Regions from separate parts of the Mus musculus genome. Here region 1 is linked to region 2. Evidence: chromatin contacts called from public Hi-C data. All regions are on one chromosome and are shown on one strand. Each heading gives the region's core, a stretch centred on a gene start, on an enhancer-like site or on the middle of the called end of the contact. The rest is flanking DNA. Distances are from core to core; before and after follow the strand shown.

Region 1 (5,070 bases), core at 2,163-4,662, 430 kb before region 2:
AGTTAAACTACATAGTATGTATTATGTTTTAAAAAATATGTACTTTGGACTTACAGGGTTTTAGAACGTTACAAAGGTCAAATGACTTCCCTGCTGCTGCTAGCATCTCACATTACATGGCGGGGATCTCAAACAGCAGGCCAACTAAGTTCTGGAGTTGATTTGAGCAGTTTTCCCATTAATGTCTCTACCTCCTGAGTGCTAGATTGAAAAGCATGTGCCGCCATGCCCAGTCCAAAAAAGTTTTTAATAAAGTTTTGCTGTGAAGACCTGGTCAGGAACCTGCTAAGTAGAGCAGGCTGGCCTTGAACTTGTGATCCCCCTTCGGAATGCTGGGATTACAAGCACACATGACAGTAACTTATAACATGAGATCTCTTAAATCTGAGCTGCAGCCTCTGGCAGCGTTCCTTGCCCTCAAGTTGTATGGTGGGTCGCACCTGTTGTGTGTTCAGAATGGAGGCTGCAGTGAAGTCACTGGGCAACATGGGAAGTGATGCCAGAAGGGTTTGGTTATAAATTAATTTGGGACCACTGTGAGTTTCAGAAACCCGCAGTTGCCAGGTTGTGATACTGCAGCTCAGGCTTTAAGCAGCTGAGAACCCAAGGACAGTGGTGTAACGATTTTTTGATCTTTTGCCTTGTGATTTCCATCCAAAACATTGTTACTGAAAGTTCAGCTCAAGCTGTCATTTCTATTCTGTCTGTACATCTGGGGTGCATTTACACTGTTTAACCTTGGGATACCGACAGCCACAGTAGCCCAGGTTGGTCAGATTACTTTTTAGGGTCGTGGTTTGTAAACTGGATATTATGTTGTTTTCTTGTTTGTTATTTTGATTGCCTGTAGTGAGCTGATAATAGTGGCACAGTTAGTAGGAAAGCTACTTTGTCAGGATTAGATTGTATGCAATTTTTCAGCATTATAAACCCTTATTTAGAAATGCTTATTTGTTTTGAAAGAAAGTATCACTGTTGGCCATGCTGATCCTGAACTCTTGGGTTCAAAAGCCCTTTCTACCTCAGTTTCTGAGTAGATGGGACTGTAGGCAGGCATGCACCACCACACCTGACTTTGGCTTTTTCTTTTTTTTTTTTTTGTCACTGTGGCTGGTTTGGAACTTGCTTTGTAGAACAGCCTGAAATCCTGACTCTGTAGCACATAACTGCCTACTTCCTCCTGTGTAGAAGGGACCAACTCTTCCTTTATTGAGTCATTGTGAAGGTTAGGACCTGGCACATGCTGAAGCTTTGCAGAGTGGCATCTGGCAGGCACTGTGTGCCTTCATTGTGGTTTGAATCCAACACGAAGCGTGACGATGCAGACTCTCCGGCAGTGTTCACTGCTACACGGCCATTTTGGATAGAAAAGCCATGACATTTGGGAGTGTTTTTGGCTCACTGGTGTAAAGTGACTCAAAGCAAACCTGAGTTCCTAGGCTCACTTGTGTGAGCTCGCCCATCCATTGCTGCTTTGCTGCAGCCTCCACTGGCTACTTTATCTTCCCATGGGAGCAGCACAACAGATGAAGAACACAAGAACTTCACCCGGATTTTGGCTGGGAGGTAGACGGCTGGGGAGATATTTGGGATTCAGAGCTCCAGGCCATTATCTGTTTCAAAGGAAGGTTACAGGGACCTCAGCCAGGAAGGTGTCTAGATCTCAGAATGGACACCGTGCCCCCCCCCCCCAAGCTTTCCGGAAATGAATGAGGATGGCAGAAACCACTGAGACACAACTGCAGTTAATATCTTCAACATGGTTTTTAAAATGTGTTGAGTATAGTTTTCTGCTAATGCCTTCTCCTAGTTCAGGTACCATTCTGTGGTGGGTAAATGTCCCTCATCTTTCAGTGCTCTGCAGTCCACCCGGAGAGCCCCTGCTTGTCTGTAAGCCCGTGTCCAGCCGGTAAGGCAGCACATGCCTTGCGAGTGCTCCAGTGGCCATCAGTAACCAAGAGGATTATTTGGTTTATTTTGTGTTGCAGGGAGAGAAGATAGAAGACATTCCAAAGGAGGTTTTGATGGACTGTGCCCACCTTGTGAAGGCCAATAGCATTCAAGGTCAGTTGGCCTAGCATTCCCTTTTTCTATGTTTGGATCATAGTCCATTTTAGTGAGCATGAGTCTGGGGAGAGCAGGAGGAGGAGGAGGCTTGTCAGAGAACTAGATGCTCATATCCCACACCTCTTAGTTTTACTGTCCTTTCTGTCTTGACACTTGACTTTCCCTTTCCTTGAGTAGGAAGTCATCCAGCTCTGCCTAAGACTTTTGGCAACATGGCAGTGTTGATAGCTAAGGAGATGTGTCTGCTGCCATCAGCTGTCAACAGACTGTAAAACTAGAGGGGTTTGGTTCAGTGTTTTGTTGGTTTTTTGTTTTAAATATATTTATATGTGTATGTGTTTTATTTGCATGTATGTCTCTGTGCTATGTGTATGTCTGATGCACTTTGAACCCAGAAGAAGTTGTCAGATTCCCTGGAACTGGGGTTACAGACAATTGTGAGCTACAATGTGGTTGTTAGGAAATTGAACCCAGATCCTCTAGAAGAGCATCCAGTGTTATTAACTGCTGAGCCATCTCCCCAGCCCCTTGTTTGGATATTTTGAACTGGAATCTTGATATGTAGCCCGGGCTAGCATGGAACTCACTGTGTGGCCCAGGCTGGCAACTCACAATTCTCCTATTTCAGCTTCCTGGGTCCTGGAAGTATAGGTATGTTTAACTATTTCAGGTTTAGAGCCAGAGTCTTTGTTTTTTTTTTTTTTTTTTTTTTTTTTGGTTTTTCGAGACGGGGTTTCTCTGTATAGCCCTGGCTGTCCTGGAGCTTACTTTGTAGACCAGGCTGGTTTCGAACTCAGAAATCCGCCTGCCTCTGCCTCCCGAGTGCTGGGATTAAAGGCGTGCGTCACCACGCCCGGCTTAGAGCCAGAGTCTTTAAATCACGCTTTTTCTTTTCTCCTTCTCTCCCATGCTTTTCCTTCATTTAATTTGTGAAGGTTTTGAGTCATTTGACTCTTGTCCTCCTTCCCCACTGACCTGGGTGGTCTGGGAGTGTCCTTATCTTTCAGGAGCTCTCAGTGAGTCCAGTGTGCAGTGTGAATTGGAAACAATCACCTTATGTGTTTTAGGCAGTAGCTAAAAATACTGGGCTTGGTGCCTGTGTAATTCTAGATAAGATTAAATCTAATGGAAAGGTCTAGAAGGATGGTTATGAGGATGGGGGTAGAGGTTATGAGGGTTGAGAGAGGTGTGGGTTTAAATGATTGAGCTAATAAGTTTCTAGGGGTAGGATGTAGACCTAGATAGAAAGAGAGAACTGGTTTTAAATGAAGTTGGAAGAGGCCCCAGAGCACACAGCTGATAACAGGCACTGGAGTTAATGATTACACAAGGAGAGCGAGCTTGGCAGCCTTCCTTCATGTAGACTGGTATCTTCAGTCTCAGCCCAGGCAGCCCTAGTTACAGACCCGGTGGGCAGACTACGAAGCTTAAAGTTTACCTTTAGGAGCCACCAGTTTCCAGCTCCATAGTCAGCAGGTGGTTCTGAGGGAGGACGCTTTATTTTATGAGTAGAGTAAAATCTCAGATCTTCAGTTACTGAAGTAAAAAATGAAATAAGCAAACTGTTTATTCTGTGTTCCAGCCGCTTCCACAGCCTTGTTCTTTTCCATGCCCCTGGCTTGCAGAAGACCCTTGGCTTAAAGAGCTGTAGACTCTTTATTCTTGGCTTGGTTTCTTCTTAATGTCCTTAGAGTGTATGGGTTCTAGAGAAAACAGAGGGGAAGAGTTGTGACACGGGATTATTCCCTTCTTTCCTCAGCCTTCTGCAGTGACCTGTCACACAGCAGAGAAGGAGCTAGGCCTCAGGTTCCACTCTTACTCAGTACCAGAGGACAGTGCTGAGGACCGAAGAGAATTGTGAGCTTGCAGAGGACACCCCACTGGCAGCTCTGTAGTTACCAAGTTCTCTCTGCTCAGTACCAGAGGACAGGGATTGAATTTGCTGGGTTCTGCTAAATCGGCTCATTTCGGTTCAGACTCAGAGGTTTTATTTAGGGGAAAAGGCTCCACTGACAACCAAACAAGCCTTCGTAAACATGTTGCTTTCCTCAGCGTCAGGAGCCAGGGCCCTTGCTTTTTCTACTCTAATACTTTGGCATAATGGTCAACTTCCCACTGACCTTTCATACTTTGGGACATTGGAAGTGAGCTCTTAAGCCTCGTCTGGGGTGGATGAGGTTTTGCTGTGGTGAGGGCTACACCACTCATGTTTCCTGCCTGCTGAAGACAGTCTCTCTTGGCAGGCTGCAAGATGAACAACGTTAATGTGGTTTACACGCCATGGTCTAACCTGAAGAAAACAGCTGACATGGATGTGGGGCAGATAGGCTTTCACAGGCAGAAGGATGTAAGTGTTCATATACTGTGGGAGGCAGGGCCTGACCCTAAGCTGAGTGTCCTGTGTGTCCTATGGGTGTTAAACTGGGTGGCTAAAGCCCTGGAAAGCCAAAGCCTTGCCCTCTTAGGTGAGAAAAATAATTAAGGCTAAGTACTTTCCTTTATTTCCCTCAAAGGTAAAGATTGTGACGGTAGAGAAGAAAGTGAATGAAATCTTGAACCGATTAGAAAAGACCAAACTGGAGAAGTTTCCAGACCTTGCAGCAGAGAAGGAAGGCAGAGACCGTGAAGAGAGGAATGAGAAGAAAGCCCAGATTCAGGAGATGAAAAGGAAAGAGAAAGAAGAAATGAAGAAGAAAAGGGAAATGGATGAACTTAGGTACGCTGGGGAGGAGGCCTTGCTGTTCACCTGGGTGCTCCCCACAGGTTCTGAAGATAATGCCCCAGTGGCTGGAGGCCACATACAAGTTAAGAGTATTGACTGAGTTGTTAAAGGTGGTTGTGATGATGTGGTGAATCCCCGTGTTACAGAGGTGTTGGGTGTCAGTGAGCAAAATGAAAGGTTTTACCTCACCGTAAGCACCATGGGCTGTCCTCAGATGCCAGCTTGTTCTTTTTTTTTTTTTTTTGGATTTTTCAAGACAGGGTTTCCCTGTGTAGCCCTGG
Region 2 (4,652 bases), core at 1,588-4,087:
TCATCCATCCATATTTCTCTCCAGTTAATTAAGGTTTGAGCCAGTCCTCTCTCCCCACCTGCTGCCCTCCAGGAAGAGAGCCCTTTGTCTCTTCTGTCTTTGAAGCAGGGTCCTGGATGGGCAAGGAACCCTGAGGAAATAACTTTGTCTCACTCTCCCTCCCGCCTCTGTTGAGAGACAAACTTTTCTCACTAGAAACAGGAACCAAGCCAATGCAGGTTCCCTGCGGTCTCCAGACACTCTATAAATTCGAACAGGAGAAGATGGCACCCCAGGCACTTTGTGGATGCTCTTTCCGTCACTGTGAATGTGTCGTTTCAAGTTAATATACATAGCACTCAAGTGGGGCTTTCATACATTATCAAGGCTCCTACCCTAAACCTCGACAAATAGGCTCTGAGGCTCAGCGAATCCAACAGTTTCCCCATAGGTCTGAATCTAGGACCATTGGTCCAGTGTCTTTCCAAGTTACTACCAAGTGGACTAAGCTGCTTTCACGGTCCCTAGACCCTCCCTCGGCTGTGCAGATGTGTAAGCTGTCTGGGGTGCTGCTTTTCTTCTCTCAATAGCAATATCATGACCAGTCCTAGAATGAGCCTCCAACTGGACCTGTCAGGATTTGTCACAAAATAAATATGCCCTGAGCCTGCTCTTGAGGTGCTGGGTTAGTTCGCAGTCTAGACGGAAGAACATCAGCCTCCGCGTCCCAGACAGACTCAGGACATCCAGTAAAGCTTCAGATAAACTGTGAGTAACGCCGGAGTATTAGGTATATCCCAAATACTGCATGAGACATACTTAACGCTGAGAACCAAGTCTTCAACACATTTGTACATTTAAAATTCAAATCTGAATGCCCCATGTTTTCATTTGCTAAATCTGGCACCTCCATCCCGGAGTGGAGGCACCCTGGGAAGTTTCAAGCAGCCTGAGGTTCCAAGCTTTGCTCCTAGAGGAGTTGCCATGGCAGCCTGAGCACGCCTTCCTAGGCTGGGGAGCATCCTCTATTTAAGGTTGCAGCTCCTCCTGGCCCCTGAACTCTAGGCTCCTAACAAGATGGGCTTCTTGGCTACTTTCGGTTTCCCCGGTATCTCTTGCCGCTCTTAGCCCTTGGATTTGTACTTCTCAGGCTCTGACCTGCTTTCTTCTCCTCGGTTAGTTAATCCCTATTGATCTTCAGTTCTCTTAGTTGCTTCTGCCACAGATTCAGGACCTGTCCCTGCCCAGCCCTGCCCACCCTCTGGCACTGTAATTGGTGGAACTTCATTTCTTCTCACGACAGTCCCGCCCATCCTAGCTCCGCCCTAGCTGGGCAGCTGGAGCTACAGGCTCCTCCGTCTCCCCTCACCTGACAGGAGTACCTGGGTTCAGGAAGGATGCTAGTAAGTGAAAGAAAGAAGGCAGACTGTCCTGCCAAAGTTAGGTCTTTCTTATGAATGTGACTTCTTCCTTCCTTCCTAGGGTCGTGAGTCACTTTTCCCCCACCCCCTGCTCTGCATTTCTTGCGCCCCCGCCCCCACCCGGTAGCTACTGTGAACCGCAAGAGTTTGTTGACCTGAGCACACTGCGGCTGCCTGGTACCCCTACCCTTTCCAAACCATGCATTGTCTCAGCGGGCTCCAGACTGGTACAAGATCTGCTAAGGTTCTTCTCCCTCCTGCTTTCCAATTCTCCCGGGCTAATGCCCCCCCCCCACACACACACACCCAACCCTCAGGTCCCAGCTTGGTTTCTTCAAGGAGCACAGCGGAATCGGAATCTTGCTTCCAGTATAGGGGTGATGGGAGATATTGGTGTCATCTGGCTGAGGGTGAGGGCAGGTGGCAGGACTTGGTGGGCCTCAGAACGTCACCCATATGCTCGCTGTTCACCCACCCAAAGCTTTGCCCACGCACAGCCTGGCAGCAGGAACAGCAGCCCAGAACTTAACCCTCAAGGGGCATGGGGAAAGCAGCTTCAAAATGAGCCAGTGCGGCTGGTGTGAACTTTGGAACTTCAGCACGAACACACACGCACACACACACACACACACACACACACACACACACACACACTACACACACTACACACACTATGGTATGGTTCCTCTTGGAGAACCCCGTTTGTCTTAAAGCTCCAGCTTCAGGGAAAAAAAACAACAAACAAACAAAAACAAAACGTCCCAGAGGCTGGGGATAGGGGTGGTGCAGGGGTGGGAAGATAGGCCACATGGGTGCCGAAGGGCACTGTGGAGAAGAGCGCGCCGTGCCTGGGCAGAGGTCTGAGCTAGAGCTGAAGTTGGGTTCTGAAGCCCTCGGTTGGGTTCGGAGTTCCCAAATCCAACCTTTAGAGACAAGCATTGTTGCTGAGCCGATTTCAATCGTGCCCCTAGTCGCCCCTCTCTGAATAAGATAACAGGACAAAAAGGGAGAAACACCCTTTAGTCTTAAAAAGAACTCCAAAAATAGATGCCTTCTCTAGCGCCCTCCCTAACCCCCTAGCTCAGGGCGGCAAGCTCAGGGAAAGCACCTGCTCCGCGCCTCCGACTTTCTGGGTCCTTGGCTACCTTTCCAGGAATTCTCAAGCTTCCCGAAGGACTGGAACTGTAGACCCTCTCCAGCTTTCCACTTAAGTCGAGCGATCGAAGTGTCCCTGACCCCGGCGCTGGGTAGGAACACGCAGGACTTACCCTCGGGCGAGGCGCGGACTCGGGCCAGGGCTCCGGGCTGGGCCAGGTGAGCGCAGCCGCCGCAGGTAGGACGCGCGGCTCTGCCTGCAGAGGCTGAGTAAGAGGCTGACAGGTTGTTTTTCCCCCTCCTCCTCTCGGTCGTTAACCACACCCCTGCTGCTCTCCTCTCCACTTCCTTAAAGGGTGGGGTGTGCTGTCTGTGTGTGCAGGCTCCAACCTCTTACCATAAACTCTGAAATAGATGCCGCCTGCAATTCCTGGAGCTGCCCGGCTGACCCGGGGGCCAGAGCCCATTGCCTTAGGGCCCCAATTGGGGTCCTCAGGTGCTCCGGACCTCTTGCAGTTGGTTGACCTCCAACTCCTACCACACCTGGCTTCTTCCAGGCACCCTTCTCTGCAGCCTTTAGTCACCAGACCTGACCCATGTTCTCAGCAGTGGCCCCCATGGCTCCACACCTTGAAATGGCCCTCACCCTAGGTCAGATAAATATTAGGGATGCCCGATATGACTGGTACAGGATTGGAAACACCTAGGACTGGGTTTCTGAGCCCAGACCCTGGAGGACCAGAACACAGTCCCAAAACAGTCGGGGAAGGGGTTGGGAATGTAGCTCAGACGGTAGAATGTGTGTCTAGCCTGGATTCCATTCCCAGAACCAAAGGCATAATACTGAGTGTAGGTGGTGGATATCTGTAATTCCAACGCTCTGGAGGTCTATCCTTGGCTATGAGGTGAGTTCAAGATGAGGCTAGGCTGAAAGAGATCATGTCTCAAAAACAAAACAAAACAAAACAAAACAAACAAACAAACAAACAAACAAAAAAACCCCAAACCCCAAAACCCAACCCCAACCCAGCATTAATAACAACAAAACCAGAAAAGACTAGAGAAGCCTTACAATGATTTTCTTCTGTGGCCCTCTCCCTGCATCAGTTTGTATCCGTGACCCTCCGAAGAGGCTGGCCATCTCTTTACTGCATCAGTAAGGCAGTGGTACTTGAGGCAGATCTAAAGTACTAAGTTGCGACATCATTTACTTCTCTAGCCCGAGAAAGATTCTGACTTTCTCCTAAGTGGAGGTCAGTGAGCTGGACTTAGCAGGAGACCCTGCCCCAGACATCTTTATCCTGTGCCCTTTGGGGTTTGGGGTTTAGTCACAGTTCTGTCTCTGATAGTAGCAGTCCTGAGACTGCAACATCAAGCTGCCCAACTCCCTGTGAAAGCCACAGTTTTCATGATGACACTTCTTCACCCTACCCCACCTCCAAGTTCAACAGACCTGCTGCCCCAGGAGACCATCAGAAGCTACCAACACTCATCTTTCAGAGTGGTGGTGATGGCTTCTCAAGAGAAAGCAGACTTAATTAATTAAGAACTCAGGAGGCAGAGGCAAGTAGAATTCTGAGTTCAAGACCAGCATGATCTACTGAGTGAGTTACGGGACAGCCAGGCTACAGAGAAAAACCCTGTCCCGAAAAACCAATAGCAATAATCATAAAATCAATTAAAGCTATAAAGTTCATATGTCTTAAGATGTAACAAAATGTAGATTTTAGCTGTATCCTCCATGTCTACTAAAAACCCTATCTAAAGCTAGCGTCACCCACCCTCAAATGCCTCAACACCACAATATACCCTGCCATCTGCTGGGCCAGCAGGACCCTCTCTACCATCCTGAAGGGCCCCATTTATCAACTATCTGCACTCAAAGACAAGTGGAGGGGTAGAGTTGGGGGAGCAGTGAAGACTGTGAACAGCGTATGGGGTACATGACCACAGGACAAAAAAAACTACCAGAGGGTGTGAGCAGTGGGGTGGCGTAAGGTGTTGGCAGGGGGTGGCTTTCTGAATCCTTGCACTTGGGAAAGAGTGGGTAAAGCGTCTTGTGGTGTAAAGCGAGATCTACCTGAGGGAATGGCAGCTGGCTGACTGTTGAAGACTAGCTGGGTTTGTGTGTGCTGCCCTCATGTGGGCACACATATG

Evidence for each region. A called contact is a pair of places that touch in the nucleus more often than the background predicts.
Region 1: a contact with region 2 is called in a Hi-C map of liver, with 1.7 times the contacts expected there. The contact joins the enhancer-like site here to the promoter of Ptk2b in region 2. A contact is called at or near these places in 1 of 39 promoter capture datasets (hippocampal neurons), 7 of 484 Hi-C or Micro-C datasets (the Ba/F3 cell line, the G1E-ER4 cell line, adipose-derived mesenchymal stem cells and 4 more) and 1 of 115 datasets of contacts at active chromatin or transcription factors (pancreatic cancer cells).

Annotation. Positions count from the first base shown.
Region 1 is chr14:65,852,114-65,857,183 of GRCm38.p6, forward strand. It overlaps Ccdc25 (coiled-coil domain containing 25), which reads left to right. Exons shown (of 9, transcript NM_145944.5): 5 at 1,989-2,064; 6 at 4,311-4,414; 7 at 4,581-4,783. Among named protein-coding and RNA genes, the nearest start is that of Ccdc25, 17 kb to the left of the region's middle. Within about 2 kb of position 3,413, at least 36 of the 459 cell types and tissues checked have an H3K27ac peak or open chromatin away from gene starts, as enhancers often do. A contact at or near this core is called in the G1E-ER4 cell line, liver and pancreatic cancer cells, where this site is marked.
Region 2 is chr14:66,278,215-66,282,866 of GRCm38.p6, forward strand. Ptk2b (PTK2 protein tyrosine kinase 2 beta) reads right to left here and starts at 2,838. Exons shown (of 31, transcript NM_001162366.2): 1 at 2,669-2,838.